2 separate regions of the Sus scrofa genome follow, and region 2 is linked to region 1. Evidence: chromatin contacts called from public promoter capture Hi-C data. All regions are on one chromosome and are shown on one strand. Each heading gives the region's core, a stretch centred on a gene start, on an enhancer-like site or on the middle of the called end of the contact. The rest is flanking DNA. Distances are from core to core; before and after follow the strand shown.

Region 1 (2,700 bases), core at 77-2,576:
AACCAGGCCTCGCTTTGGGGGCGATTTGTTGAAGGTGTCGATGGAGACAATCTCTGCATCCACTGAGAGAGGACAGTTCAAAGCTGGTGTTTCAGTCAGACTCCTAACCCCAATCTTCTCAATGATGGTGACCTCTGACCTCTAGGACTCAGTAATCTTCTCACTACCGCAAATTATCATGACCTCTGGGTCCCAGTGAGTCCTGATCATCCTCACCATGGCAGGGAGGGATCCTGGTTTCCGCGTCTGGGGAATCCTCAACCCAAACCACTTCAGGCCCCTATTATCCCTGTCCTCTGACCCCAATGCCTGCAGATTATCAGCCCTGACCCCCTTCAGTCACATCAACCTGATCTCATTTTCCCGTCATGGTGATCCAGCTCAGACAGAGCCTCAGAAACCTTCACAACACAACATTCCAGGCCCCCAGCCCCATGGCGCCACGCACCGGGAATGTAATTGAACTGCAGCTCCTTGGCCACGGGCCGGATTTTCTGTCGGAGGTCTTGGTAGCGGAAGCCCAGCACCTTGCCTTTAAGGGTGGCGGCCAGCAGCTCCCCGCGCCCGCCCGCGCCGCCCGCCAGCCCGTATACATTGCTCTGCGACGAGAAGCGCGTGAAGCTGTCCTCGCGCAGCGGACAAGGCCCCGCGGCCACAGCCACCTCCCCCATCACGCCCCTCAGCCGCGCATTCCGGTACCCTTCGCTGCGGTCCGCTCTACCCCATGGAGCGCCAGGCGCCCGCCGGTCGCGCAGACTGATGACGTAGAGAAGCCGTCGTCTCTGCCCTTTGCCAAAATGGCCGCCAGCCGGGCCGCCTGGGCTTCCCAACAGATTTTGTGCCAACGTGCCTGCGCCCTCCTCCCTGTGCCTTTTTCAGGGCCAGGCGACTGATGATGGCCTGCAGATGCGGGCTGAGGTGGTGACCCTTGCTGTGGTCTTGCGGAAGGCAGAATAAGAAGAACTGGGAGTTCCCAGTGGTGTCTCAGTGGTACGAACCTGACTAGGAGCCATGAGGATGAGGATCCTGGCCTTGCTCAGTGGGTTAAGGATCCAGCGTTGCTGTGAGCTGTGTAGCAGACGCGGCTCGGATCCCACGGTGCGGTGGCTGTAGGCCAGCAGCCATAGCTTCTATTCGACCCCTAGCCTGGAAACATCCATATGCTGCAGGTGCGGCCCTAAAAAGAACCATAAAACTCAATATAGCCCTTAGGTGCCATTAGCAGTTTTACACGTTTTCCATCGACGGGTTTACTTAAAACTCACAAGCAGGCTGAGGTAGGTACTCCATGTTTTATAGATAAAGAAATCGAGGCATAGGAGTTCCCGTCGTGGCTCAGTGGTTAACGAATCTGACTAGGAACCATGAGGTTGCAGGTTCGATCCCTGGCCTCGCTCAGCAGGTTAAGGATCCGGCACTGCCGTGAGCTGCGGTGTAAGTCGCAGACGCGGTTTGGACTCCGCGTTGCTGTGGCTCTGGCGTAGGCCGGTGGCTACAGCTCCGATTCGACCCCTAGCCTGGGAACCTCCATATGCTGTGGGAGCAGCCCTGGAAAAGGCAGAAAGACAAAAAAAAAAAAAAAAAATCGAGGCATAGACAGGTAAAGTAATTCATTTAAGATCACAGTCAGTATGAAGCTGTCAGTATTAGAACACAGCAAGAGAGCTCCATGGCTTATTTTAATCACATCACCTTTAAAAAGGTGAAATGCATTCTTCTTACCCCAAGGGAAAAAGATCTAGCTGTCCTGGCACATCACCACCACCTTCTTCACCGAAAGCCTACTTTATGCAGTCACGTTGCCTCATTATCTCATTGAATGCTCACAAGTACCCTGATCTGTTACCCCACATTTATTCAGCATTTACTGAGCAGTCACTCTGTACCAAGACATCCTTTGCAAATTCATCTCAATAAACTTGCAACAACACTGGAAAGAGGTTGACTATTCCAACTTATAGAGAATGAAGTAGAGGCTGGGGGAGATTACGTCCCTTGACTGATATGATAGGAAGTGGTGGATGGAAACAGGATGGAAACCAAGGTCTTTCTGACTCTGAGTCTTCTGGGATACCTGTATATGCCTTTTTTGTCCCTAAAAGGGCACCAGGAGTTTGCGGACTCTCTAATATTATTGCCAGAAGACGAACTGGCCAGCTGTCGCCGGCCACCTTGAGTAATCTGTCACCCCCTTCCACACAGAAAGAGAACACAGACTGCAAGAGCCTCACAGACGGTGACTAGACCTCCCTTGGTCACGGTCAGATCCCCCAGCACCTGGACCACAAGGCCTGACATGGAACATTTAGTAAATACGTTTAAGAACCCAAAACTATGTACCAGGCCCTTTGCCAAGCAACAGGGACATTGCTGCATTAGAGATATGCGTGTTCTCAGAGGCAGACTGGATCTGGAGAGCGGTATAAAGGAGTTTGTGTCAACTTCAGACCTGGCTATGCTGTTTAACGCTGGGGTCCCAGGGTTTGGACCAGGACACGGCACACAGTAGGTGCTTGGTAAATACTTGCTCGGTAAATAGGTGTGGGGTCTGGTTCTGCCACTTCTGAAGAATGTTTTCTTCAGGCTGCTTCTACCTCCCTGGGTAACTGCTAAACCACATTCCCTTAACGTTGTTGAATGAGTGAATACACAAATCAAGCTATGGGTTGGAAAGGAAAGAACTGCCCCGTTCGGGGGGCT
Region 2 (2,700 bases), core at 15-2,514, 200 kb after region 1:
TATTTTCCAAAGAAAAGTTTCTCTGGGGCCCTCCCTCCGGGACATCCCTCCCTTCTACCTCCTGCCGCGGGGGCCTGGGAACCAAGCCCTGGGGCGCCCGCGCGCGCGCGCCCCCGCCCTCGTCCACCCAACCTAGGTACACAGCTCTTGACACGTAACACTGGGGACCAACGGGCACTCGGAGGGGAGGAGGGGACGCTGCCCAACAGGACCGCCAAGTGTGCGCTCGCTCACGCCCGGGGGCTCTGGCCTCCGCTCTGCAGCGGACCCCGCTCGCGGTCCGCCGACTCACACCCAGGGCCACACCCACGGCGCCCCGGGACACGCTGGCCTCGCGCCCTTCCCGCCCACGCTCGCGCGGTGGCGCAGCTCCCGGCGCCCCCTGGCGGACACCCTGCAGCAAGGCTGGCTGGTGGCGACTGCAATCCCGGTCCCAGGTGGTAGGTGATCAGGTCTCCAAGGGCCACAATCCGGGCCTATCACCTTCCCGATGCGGAGTTGCGCTGCGTGGCGCCTTCCCGCTCTGTACCTTTTTCCTTCTCGAGTGGAGAACGGCCTTTAGGAGGCTCTCGATCCCTATGGATGGTTGCCAGGGCCCCTGAGCTTCCTTCCTTATTTGTAAACAGCAAAAATTGATTGTAAGATGAAATCTCAGGGAGTGAGGCAGTAACAATAGCTAACAATGAGATGCCACGCACAACCTTAAGGGCTTTGTATGTATTACCCTGTTTTAGCTCCAGAATAACCTATGAGGCAGATGTACCATTACCGCCCCCATTTCACAGATGAAGCAAATGAAGCACTGCTCCGTAGCTTAGAAAAGACTCATTCGGAGCCTGCGCTTCTAGAGTTTCTAACATTCCTCGCATGTAACCTTCTGTGTTCCCAACCTTGACATTCAAAAAGCTCTCGGATTTCCAAGATTCTTAGGGTTGGAACGTGGAAAGACGCATTTTGAGACTGGAACGTGTCTTGTGCCAAATCTGTCATGGTTCTAACTTTTCTTAAGAAAACTAGATTGTTTTGAAATAAAAAAATTAAAAATAATACTCAGATTTTAAAAGTATCCCTGGGCGGCCGGGAGAGGTGCGTCGCTGAGAGCTAGAGCCCCAAACTTACAACCTGGATCTGACCCGAATAACAGAGGAAGAAGGGCGGCCTCCACGCCCCTCTGCGGCTCCAGCCACCTTACCAAGATGGCGGCCACCGGAAGGAGGTCATGGGAGAGGGCGGGGGGCCGGCGCGCGCATGCGCGAAGTCGACTTTCAGGGTGCTGGCGGCCAAGTGCTTCCTTTAACAAGATGGCGGCGGGAAGTAGTGCCGCTGGCGGTGCGCGCTGCTCAAAAAGCGAGGCCGACTCTGGCTTCCTGGGGCTGCGGCCCACTTCGGTGGACCCAGCCTTGAGGCGGCGGCGGCGAGGCCCAAGAAATAAGAAGCGGGGGTGGCGGCGGCTCGCTCAGGAGCCGCTGGGACTGGAGGTCGACCAGTTCCTGGAGGACGTGCGGCTGCAGGAGCGCACGAGCGGGTGCGTGGGGCGGGACTTCCGGGAGCTGAGCCTGGTTCTGGGTGGCGGGGTGCGAGGCCGAGCTGCTGGGGGGACTTCCGGGGGTCAGGAAGCGCGGGTCCCGGCAGCGCTGGGAAGTGGCGGGGATGGGGACGTGATAGGTTTACCGGTTAGAAGACTCCCAGTTAAATTAGAACCTAGGTAAACAACGAATACATTCTAGTATTACTGTGCCCCTCGCCCCCACCCAAGCTTAGCGCGTTTTAAGTATTAAGTTCCGCAAAGTGGAGGGATGGGGCCCTGACCTGGAGGGGTCTCATGGGGGAAGAGCGTGTCCGAATGAGCATAATGGGATAGCTGGGCCCTGAGGGGTTAAATCTGCACCTTCTGCAGCAGTTTGCTTCCTCCCAACTTCTGTGGCTGATATTCTGCGTTTGCATTTCCCAGTGGCTTGATATCAGAGGCCCCGGATGAAAAACTCTTCTTCGTGGACACTGGCTCCAAGAATAAAGGTGAGGAAGGGTGGCATCGTGTGGTCACGATTAGTCGTTATCTAGTTCATCTCAACTTGTGAAAGAATCTGTGTTAATGATGTGGCTTGGGTGACAAACAGCTGCTGAAAAGGGTCTTTACTGTAGACTAGAAGGCCTGGAATGAACAGAAAGCAAGCTAGAGGAGTTCCCTGGCGGCCTAGCAGGTTATGGATCTGGCTTTGTCACTGTTGGGGCGCAGGTCATGGCTGTGGTGTGGGTTTGATCCCTGGCCTACGAACTTCCGCATGTTGCAGATGTGGCCAAAAAAACGCAAGTTAGCAACTACCTTCAAGAACTCATTTTCTTTTTGAGGTTTTGGAGATCTCAGTGGCCAGAGAAGCCAGCAGCAGTGTGCGCCGATGAGTAAATAAGACATAAATTAGGAGGTTAATTTGCAGAAAAGCAAGTCAAGGCTGGGGGGTGAGAAATCAGGCCCGTTTTGGTTAGTGAGGTATGCTTTAAAGAGAACAGAAGGGAGTGCCCATGGTGGCTCATCAGTAATGAATCTGACTAGCATCGCTGAGGACGTACGTTCGATCCCTGGCCCTGCTCGGTGGGTTAAGGATCCGTCATTGACATGAGCTGTGGTGTATGTCACAGGTGTGGCTCAGATCTGGCGTGGCTGTGGCTGTGGTGTAGGCCGGCAGTGTAGCTCCAATTTGA

Evidence for each region. Promoter capture Hi-C pulls out the DNA fragments that hold promoters and counts their contacts.
Region 2: a promoter capture Hi-C map of liver shows a contact between it and region 1, with 2.3 times the contacts expected there. The contact joins the promoter of NOP53 here to the promoter of KPTN in region 1. A contact is called at or near these places in 1 of 5 promoter capture datasets (liver) and 1 of 2 datasets of contacts at active chromatin or transcription factors (alveolar macrophages).

Annotation. Positions count from the first base shown.
Region 1 is chr6:53,245,132-53,247,831 of Sscrofa11.1, forward strand. KPTN (kaptin) reads right to left here and starts at 1,327. Exons shown (of 12, transcript XM_003127264.5): 1 at 449-1,327; 2 at 1-62. The coding sequence starts at 671.
Region 2 is chr6:53,442,189-53,444,888 of Sscrofa11.1, forward strand. NOP53 (glioma tumor suppressor candidate region gene 2 protein) reads left to right here and starts at 1,265. Exons shown (of 12, transcript XM_021094646.1): 1 at 1,265-1,525; 2 at 1,952-2,016. The coding sequence starts at 1,302.